Linked DNA regions of Mus musculus: region 1 is linked to region 2. Evidence: chromatin contacts called from public promoter capture Hi-C data. All regions are on one chromosome and are shown on one strand. Each heading gives the region's core, a stretch centred on a gene start, on an enhancer-like site or on the middle of the called end of the contact. The rest is flanking DNA. Distances are from core to core; before and after follow the strand shown. Region 1 overlaps Otog (otogelin). Region 2 holds the start of Saa3 (serum amyloid A 3).

Region 1 (4,850 bases), core at 2,335-4,834, 430 kb before region 2:
TCCATCCAAGGCTGAGCAACTTCAGTTTCATGTTTGCATTGATTCTTTGGTGGCTCTTCTGCAACATATCCAACCAGAGCTTCTACACTCGAGTTCTGTTATTGTCTTTGAGACAGGGTCTCTAGTCCAGGCTTACTTCAAACTCCCTATATAGCCAAGGATGACCCTGAACTTGATATTTCTGCCTCCACCTCTTAAGTTCTTGGATGACAGATGTGCACCACCACACCATAAAAACACAATGCTGGAGATTGAGCCCAGCACCTTGTATAAGCTAGGCAAGCACTCTACCTATCTGTTCTATGAGTGAGGGCTACACCTTACTCATAGCCCTTCATTCTAATCTTGACATTTATGGCCACACATAACACACTCTTTTGTCCAACATTCATTCATTCATTCATTCATTCATTCATTCATCTCACTGGTAACTGCTAATCCAAGCAGGCTTTGAGCCTTGAACTTGGGTATGGGGAGAGGCCATTGTATTTCCTCCCCTTAAGGCATATGGATGTCTGGGCAGTGGTGGTGCACGCCTTTAATCCCAGCCCTGGGGAGGCAGAGGCAGGTAGAACTCTGAGTTCCAGACCAGCCTGGTCTACAGAGTGAGTTCCAGTACAGTCGGGACTACACAGAGAAACCCTGTCTCAACAAAACAAAACAAAACAAAACAAAACAAAACAAAACAAAACAAAACAAACAACTCCTCCCCTGAAACAAAAGAGACAAGTTTTCCAAGGCCATCCCTCAGTCTTAGAGTTTTGGAAATGGGCCAGACCCAGTTTTTGATTAAGGGCAGAGGTTGGGTGTGAGTGCCCTACTCATGGGAAATCTCCCTTCTTTCTTCTTTAGCATATGACTGTGACTTCTTCAACAAAGGTAAGCCAATTTCCTCCCAGGTAGAGCCTCAGGGGCTCTGCCCTTGGGCCACATCAGTGCTGAATTCAACACAAGCTGCTGGCCCTGGAGAAGGTGTGATATGTCAATGGAAGGGGGTGTGTTTTGTAAAGTCTTGATGGTGAGGGCTCAGAGGTGTCCAGGACCTGTATCCACAGTTACTCTAGTGTCCCTGTGAGGTCCAGGGCAGGAACCTTTTCAGGGGTTCCATCATTCAGGGCAAATCTGGCAGGCAGCAGACACCCATCTCTATCAGTGGGCTCAGCCCGCAGCCTTCCTAATTGGGCCCAACAAGCTCACGGAATTTACCCAGAGTTCTCAGAAGACCTGAGTTGTCAAAAGCAGGTGTAAACTGCTTTCCCTAAGGACGGTTGCTGAAAACCTAGACAGGTCTTCAAGTGCTCAAGGGTTCAGGAATATATATACACTAATATCTAGATTAGTAATGAATATAAAAATACAAGTCATTGCTAGGGTCCAAGGGAGATTTAATGTCCAGTATTAGAGCCATTCAATCAATTCGATCAGAGGTTGAATAGACTGTGGCAGGATGGCTGCCAGAATTTCTTAGCATCAAGCTTCGTCCACTTGGGTCATGGTGGTGTCCTGGAGGCACTCAGTGCCTCTAGCCCTTCCAAGCCCCTAGATCTCCTTCCAGCAACAGCCTGCAGGAGCTGGTCTGTGACAGTGTGGGCACAGGCGTCATGCACATTTTGGTGCAAGTTTGGGCTTAAGAAGCATCTTTCCAGGCAAGACTATTGAAGAGGGGACAAAAAAGGAATAAGAAGAACATGATTGCTGCTAGGTATTGTGGAACAGAAAGTTTATTGTAGACAGGAAATATCAGACTCCATAGTGAACCTGACCCTGAGCCAGGCCATGCAAGAAGAATAGGGAAGGGGAGCCAAGAGGTCAGGAGGCAGAGGCCAAAGGGTAAAAGGATAAAAAACAAACAAACAAACAAACAAACAAACAAACAAGAAAACAGTAACCAAAATGGCTGGATTATACAGGGCAGAGCAGCTTTGGGGTATGCCTGCCAGGAGAACCCTGTAACAGGTAGAAACTGAGGGATGCTGGGAGAGCCTGGCAGCCAGCATCATACATTAATAGCCATGTGTCCCTGGTGGAAAGGACACAGAGAGAAGACTAGGGATCCATAGATGGCGGCTGGACCAGCCCAGTCCTGTCAATGGTAGCTCCAAGGGGCTGCTGATGGCCCTGGATCTTCAGTGCCCAAAGGGATGACTCTGAAAGGAGAGCTTCGTTCCCAGGGACAGAAGCATCCCTGTGACATCAGGCGAGACATTTCAGCAGCACCGTTCTGAGCAGTTCTCTCCTCTGCGGCATTTGGGGTGTTAGTAACTGGCAAAGGACAAGCTGCTTCTAGCATCCTCCACCCACCCTCCCTCCCACTCGCCCAGTCCTTGCCTCGGTTTTTCTCCCAGCATCTTCTGTGGCCCAGACCTCATGGGGTTCTGGGAAAGAGGACCCTTGCAGAGGTACAGGGGAGTGTCCCAGCATCATGTGCGAGCTCTGAACCCTGAGTCTGTTGAAACTGGCTTTGAGTGTCCACCCCATTGAAACCAGCCAGTGTGGCACACTGCTTTTTGTTTGCTTGTTTGTTTGTGTTGGGGGAGCTGTTTGCTGATCATTTACCAGCACAGCACACTGTCTGCTTTCTAATGAAGGATACAGATGGGAAAGCCCAGTTCAGAGCCACAGCACAGAGCTGTGACTGGTGTGCATTTGCTTCTGGGGCTGGTAGGGTGTGGAGAAGAGGGTATGCAGGGAGAACAGCTCAAAGGAGGTGACAAATGAGCTGGTCCCCAGGGACTGGGTAGGTGTCTTTCAGGCGCAGAAGGAGGAGGATTTCTCGGCGGGAGGAGTGGGACCGTGTGGCAGAGATGAGCTAGGACAGGCATGTGGCTCCTCCAGTGAAACAGGAAGGAATTCCAGTGTGACAGGACCCCTTGTGGGGTAGAGGGCAAAGCAGGGGTCCAGTATGGCAGAGCCCTGAATTAAAGCTGTGCTCTTAAGACTCTGTCTTGGGGATGAGGAAAGCCACAGGGGACAGTTTCTAGGAAGGTGACCCAGACACCTATGGGACACAGCAGAGGCAGGAAAACCATTTATTGAGCTGTCACAAATGTCTAGGACACCTACATGCCTTCCACCCTCTACCCACAGCTCCATCTCCTCCAAACACAAACAAGACATGTGTATGAAATACACAGATACAAACTGAGCTCTGGGCTCTTGACTGTCATCCCTCAGGACGAGGTGGGCAGAGACCAGTGTATTGTATTTTCCCAAAGGCAACTCTGACAAAACAATGTCTGCTATGGTAATGGCCCATGCTTTCAGAGGTGACTGTCATGGGCTCCCTGTGCAATGGCTTAAGCACAGAGGGAGGGTCTGTCTCCTTTGGGACTGCTAGCCTGGGGATCCTGTCTCTTCAGATCTACTAAGGCTCCTGTAAGCCATCAAGAGGCCCTCTCCAGCACCCTGACTCTTCTGAACTTCTGATCAGAACTTCTGATCAGTACATGTGAGTTGGCGGTGACACTTGTGACAGAGACTTTTCTCTCCAGCGCTAGGTAAGGGTCCCTACCAGCTGTCCAGTGTGGCGGCTGGCGGTACTCTTGTGGCCACGAAGGCAGTAGACAGTGACATAGCCCTTGTGAGGGCAGAGGATCTGGCGCCAGGGGACATTTCAAGCTTCCTGCTGACAGCTGCTCTGTACAAGGCCAAGGCCCATGGTAAGGCCCACCCTTTGGCTCCTGTCCAGCCGTCTCAGAAAAGGCGGTGTTGATGGGGGTGTGGGGGACGCTGAAGCCTGCAGCCACCCACAGGGCTCCAATCCCACTTGTTGTTTCTAGTTCTGACTAGTTTTTTTTTTTTACCTCTGTGACCCCAAACTGCCTACGATGGGACTGAGACAGGTTTTCCCCATCCCCACCCTCAGCCAGACTATTGTTGTAACGAAAATCCCAAATCCTGGGGTCAGCATCTACTCTCCTTTCTCTTCCGGCTTCCGGCTTCTCTCCCCTCCTTGCTCCCTTCCTCTCTCTTTTCCCCTCACCTCCCCCTCTCTTTGCCCCTCCCCTTTTTTTTCCTCCTTCTTCTCTCCTCCTTTCTCCCTCTCACTGAGTCTTAAGCACAGGGCAAGCACAGGAACCAGAGACATTAAGGGACACAGTCACTGTCCAGCAGGAGTTCCAGTCCTATGGTACACATCAGCAAGAAAGAGACGACTTTAGAGTCAGATGTGGGGTCTGCCCGTCGGGGCAGCTTAGGGCCTCCTGGGATAAGGGATTCCTGTGACAGGAAGAAATGGAGACGGTTACATATTATGAGACTGCTGAGTTTCTGGAATCACCGGATCCACTTGTTCTCTATGCTCAGTGGACTGTCCCCCTGTAGAAGGACCATTCCTATCTGTTTGGTGCCAAGCAGAGCAGGCCCCAGGACAGGCAAGGCTTTCTGGTGGAAAAGGAGGAGAGACAGGACAGAAGACAGAGGCAGCTGAGGCCTTCTGTAACCTCCCGCCTCCGTCCACAGAGACGATGACCAGAGGGTGGCCCGTGAGTGGGAGGGAGAAGCAACAGGGGAGCAGGGTCCAGCTAGTCCCCAGGAACCTGTCATCCCAGCCACTGAGTGTGAGAGCACACATGCTGGCATGCAGTATCCCCAAATCTGTTCTCTCTGCATGCTGACCTAACTAACTCCTGTGGCTCTGCAGACCCTGACGTGGTGTCCCTGGAGGCGGCTGACAGACCCAACTTCTTCCTGCACACCACAGCCAATGGCTCTATAGGGCTGGCTAAGTGGCAGCGCGATGAGGCCTTCCATCAGCACGCTTCCTTCTCGCTGCACCGGGGGACATGGCAGGCTGGCCTGGTGGCTCTGGAGTCCCTGGCAAAGCCTGGCTCCTTCCTCCACTCATCAGG
Region 2 (4,839 bases), core at 2,136-4,635:
TTTAACCAAGCCCACAGGCAGTAGCTCCACCCTCAGGACTCTCTCCTCCTGGCTGTGAGGGGAGGGAGAGGCTGGTAGGACCCTGCCCAGGCTGTCAGCCTCACACTGGATGAGCAGCAGCAGCAGGAAGTGGGGGGGTCATCCACAAGCAATCACATGACCACCAACCCCTTCCAGTACTATGCACAGAAAAGAGGAAGATCGAGAGGTAACGGGTAGTATACACAGGTTGCAGAAGAGACAGCTCCTTCCTGGCTGTCCAAGGCAGTCAATCTCTGTTCACCCAGACCCGTGTTACCTGATGACTTTAGCAGCCCAGGCTCCCCCGGGACCCCTCCGGGCAGCATCATAGTTCCCCCGAGCATGGAAGTATTTGTCTGAGTTTTTCCAGTTAGCTTTCTTCATGTCAGAGTAGGCTCGCCACATGTCTCTAGACCCTGGAGAGGGAAGAGAGTGATGGCGGTGGTTGTGTTGAGGTAAAACAGAGGGCTACGACGTCTATCCAACTCATCCCAGCTTTTCCCAAAACCCACAGAAATGTTGCTAGCTTGAAATAAATAGTTCTTACTGCCCAAAGAAGTACATTGGAGCGGGTTTTATCCCAATGGACTCCCATCTTAGCTCTGTTGCTGTTTGTCTTTGTTTTTGTTTTTTTGTTTTGGTTTTTTCAAGACAGAGTTTCTCTGTAGCCCTGGCTGTCCTGGAACTCACTCTGTAGACCAGGCTGGCCTCGAACTCAGAAATCCGCCTGCCTCTGCCTCCCAAGTGCTAGGATTAAAGGCATGCGCCACCACTGCCCAGCTTTTTGGTTTGTTTTTGTTTTTTGTTTTGGTTTTTTCATGCTGTTTGTCTTTGGCTGTTCAAAAAGCGTGTAAGAAGAGGAGAGGTGATCTCTAGGGAGTGCGTCATCATATGACAACGGTCACCATAAGAAGCTCTCTCTGAAATGGTCCAGGGGAACTTCTAAGGTGTGAAATGAGATCGCTTCCCTTCCTCCTTTCCCCTCCCTCTGCTTCCGATCCTTTCCTTTCTCTTGTGTTCTCTTTTCCTTTAGAGACAGCCTATGTCTCTGTGTATCCCTGGATGGCCTGAAACTCACAATCCTTCTGCCTCGGCCTCCCAAACGCTACAGTTACCACCGCAGCCACAGTTCTTGCCTAGCACAAAGCAATGGGAGAAACTGCTCTCCAGGCAGAGAGAGTGAGCGCAGCTCTGTTCTGAGTCCACCTGGATGTCCAGGATCTATTTCCCCCAAGCAGTTCTCAGCACTCCTTCAGAGGTAACAAGGGGAACGTCTCTGCCACAGACTGCCACAAGCAGGATGATTGACACTCTGGTGGCAATGGACACACTAGGTTTAAAACCCCTACCTCCTCTCCAGGAACAGGGAAGAGTGCTATCCACCATGGTGCTTATGCAGAAAAGCTGAGGGAAACGCACGAGGAAGTCCGTGGAAAATGCTCATTTATTATCGCCCCGCCCCCTGCCCCCTCTGCTCATTTACTACCGCCCCGCCCCCCTGCTCCTCAGGACGGTGCCACAAACAGAAGGAAGATCTAAACTAAGGACCAGGAGAGTGAGCTGCACACTGAAGGAATCAGATCCAGCTAATGATAAATGGGAAATATCAAAGGTAGTGAGTTAGGGAGAAAGGGGAAGCCTAGGTTCTCTTAACTTTCATTGTGAGGCTGAGTTGTGGTGGCACACACCTTTAATCCCAGCACTCAGGAGGCAGAGGCAGATGGATCTCTGTGAATGGGAGGCCACCCTGGTCTACAAGGTGAGTCCAGGACAGCCAGGGCTCGGTTACACAGAGAAATTCTATCAGAAAGAAAGAAAGAAAGAAAGAAAGAGAGAGAGAGAGAGAGAGAGAGAGAGAGAGAGAGAGAGAAAGAAAGAAAGAAAGAAAGAGTCTGACTGACTGACTGTCTTTTGTTGTCTTATGGCTGGTGGGCTATATTTCCCTTGATGACAGTTTCTTGTCTATGTCTCAGCCTCAATAATAGACCTATGTCCCAGGTAAGTAAGTCACTGTCTCCTGTTGACGGTGGAGCTGCCTTCCACCCGTGCCATGATCTATTCCTTCTCAGGTAAATAAGTAAGTGTGTGCTCAGAGCTGTATAGTGGCTAACCTGGGCTAAATTCTGCTCTTCCAGGGGTTTTCTAAGTAAGATAGCTTACGTATGCTCTTTGTACATTGGTTTCCTTAAAGGGTAGTAGTGACACCTACGCCACAAGATTAATTTTAATGTATGGAATTCATTTCCATACATTATGCTCCTTGGACAATGCCCACTCTGTGTGGCAAACTTAATTAGCCTTGTTTGCTGTCTCTGTGGGTTGTCACCTGCTGCCCCGGTTTTCCCCCTCCGCACCTTCCCTGGAACCAGATATAGACGTGAACTGCTCATCACTCTCCACAAGGGGGCAGTAGAGGCCTCTTCCCCACTTCTATTGGGGAGTCTACATCTTTGACCTACAGATTTCACCTACATTCCCGTGGAAAGACTGCTGTACAAACATTACAGGATCTGAGATTTGGGATCCTCACAGAAAAAGGTCAACACTGAGCAAAAAAGCTACAAACTTCTCAGGAAGAGCTACACCGCCACTCTATGGGGATTTTACAAGCATGTTTGCCCTTGATTATGTGGTCCCTGCTCAAGTAAATTCTTAAAACTCAGAAATACAACCTCCAGCCCCCATCCTTGAAGCCTACCTTGACCAGCTTCTTTCATGAACTGGACCCATCTTTGGCTGTCAACTCCCAGGATCAAGATGCAAAGAATGATGGCAATGGAAGGCTTCATCCTGCTATAGGGCCAGGAAAACAAAGATGAGCATGCCATTTCGTGGGGTGGAGGATGCTTCTGCAGTGCTGAGCTATCTATCCTTGCACACTGGTAACAAACCCCACTGGATTTCATACATAAACCCACACACATACAAACAAAGATTATAGGTAAGGGGATTTCAGGGAACTCTCTAGTTCTCCATTTCCTTGTATTTCATTAGAATCCCACTATCTAAGGGTTTGCAAATGGACCATTAATATAAAGCACATTGCACTCCAATCATGCCAGCTGAAACCCAACTGTAAAGGAAGTTTCCAGAGGGCTATGTGGGGGCTTTCTAACCAACATAGCTCCCTGCATTCTATCTGTAGAAGGCTATTGCACCCTTCCCTGAATTCACACAGAAGCACACTACAAGTTCCATGCAGAAAGCATAATATCCAGTGAATTCTAACCATCTAGTGGATTCAGGATAGAGATAGAACATTAAACACAACAAGCAAATGCTGGCGGGGAAAAGAATCTGCAAAGAGGAAATGCTGGAAAGTTCTGGCAACTCACCTCGTGCTGCGAGCTCCTTCTGGGACCCCAGGTGAGTGGCTTCTGTCCTTTGCTGAGGAGATGTGGCCGAGGATATCTATATATACTGTCACTCCACTAATGGAGCAATCCCTGTTTGATCTTGCATAATCCCACTTACCCATAATTTCTCTTTCAGAAGATAACTTTTCCTTCATGTACATCTTCTTTCCCCAGATTGCGCCATCTAGGCATTTCCAGAAATGTGGCCAGTTAGGACTTTCTGAAGTCTTCGCCATCCTGGTTGGAAATAATCAAGACAAATGCTTTATATCCAGTTTCTTGGGGGGGGGGAGCAATATTAGAAAGAAAAATATGAATGTGTGATAAATCATGGGATCCAATCCAAAGGCTAAGCTAATGCCCTTTCAAAGCTCAGTTCAGGTTTAAGCTGGAGCCTTAGGGAACAGGAGGATGGGAGGCAGAAGCTGGCATTTAGCACCCAACGCTGCGGAAGATCTCCAGACTCCAGTATACTCCATATTGCTATGGAAGGTCAGGGAGCAGACGAAATCTAGAGACTTTGATTAACCAGGGACACTAAACAATAAAACAATTTGCTTCAAAGTCACAAAGAAATAACACACCATAAAGATGAGGAAGGCTCCCTGGATGCTAAATTATCCTAACAATGGATTCAGGCAGAAAGTGGCAAGAGGAGACACAGGAATGCTGGGAAATGACATCAGGAAACAGCTGCTAGAGCCAGAAAAGCAGCTCTAGGTTTTGCCGTGGGAGTTTATCTTATAAGAAAGCCATTCAGACCATGGTCTTCTCTCCTTTACTATCCCCACCCCTTTACGCAAAAGAAAAATTAAATGTATTGAGTTCCCTAGAGAAAGAAGGACGGTATAGCTGCGACGTGGTAGGTGTGGTGAAGGTATCACATTTGGCCTCCTGCTCTAAGAGCCCTGGGCTGGAAGCAGAGGAAAGCAGAGGGGCTAAAAAGAGCCCACCCAGGAGGCAATAGCTCAGGGGTGTTCCCCAAGTTGTTTGCTACCAAGAAGAGAACTGTGGCTATCTCGTTGGAGATACAAGTTGATGTAGATAAACCTCGTAAGCTGGAAGGTGGTGAATAATACCCGAGAAGAAGAAGTAACAGCCTAGAAAAATGAGCGTGTAGAACTTTCAGTCATACTACAGGCCAGAGGATGCTATGGTGCTGTGGCAGACATTGATACATGTGACGCAGGATGGAGCAGACCAAGCGTGGACACCATGTTAGAGAATTGTTGTCATACATTAAAGCCTTGAAAAGAAAAAAATGCCTCTTCCTAGATTTGGCCTTTATTTTGGTTATTTTGAGCTCTGTGACTGAAAGGGAAAAAAAACTGTTCAAAGATTTTCGTCCCTTGGTCCTCAGCCAAGACACTGCCCAAGCTGCCTTTGGCTTAGGAAAAAGATTCTTCCGTGGCTGGCTTGGCTCACGTTGTCCTAGCAGTAAGCAGCTACAACTTCCCACAAG

What was found. Promoter capture Hi-C pulls out the DNA fragments that hold promoters and counts their contacts.
Region 1: a contact with region 2 is called in a promoter capture Hi-C map of neural stem cells. The contact joins the enhancer-like site here to the promoter of Saa3 in region 2. A contact is called at or near these places in 11 of 39 promoter capture datasets (the 3T3-L1 cell line, 3T3-L1-derived adipocytes, the C10 cell line and 6 more), 2 of 15 datasets of contacts at CTCF or cohesin (large pre-B cells and pro-B cells), 6 of 484 Hi-C or Micro-C datasets (cardiomyocytes, cerebellum, embryonic stem cells and 2 more), 8 of 115 datasets of contacts at active chromatin or transcription factors (the NIH/3T3 cell line, the SCID.adh cell line, T-cell acute lymphoblastic leukemia and 5 more) and 2 of 9 other capture datasets (adipose tissue and liver).

The regions. Positions count from the first base shown.
Region 1 is chr7:46,280,252-46,285,101 of GRCm38.p6, forward strand. It overlaps Otog (otogelin), which reads left to right. Exons shown (of 56, transcript NM_013624.2): 31 at 853-879; 32 at 3,492-3,659; 33 at 4,643-4,850. Among named protein-coding and RNA genes, the nearest start is that of Otog, 42 kb to the left of the region's middle. Within about 2 kb of position 3,585, at least 8 of the 459 cell types and tissues checked have an H3K27ac peak or open chromatin away from gene starts, as enhancers often do. A contact at or near this core is called in neural stem cells, where this site is marked.
Region 2 is chr7:46,712,291-46,717,129 of GRCm38.p6, forward strand. Saa3 (serum amyloid A 3) reads right to left here and starts at 3,386. Exons shown (of 4, transcript NM_011315.3): 1 at 3,357-3,386; 2 at 2,720-2,814; 3 at 299-437. The coding sequence starts at 2,810.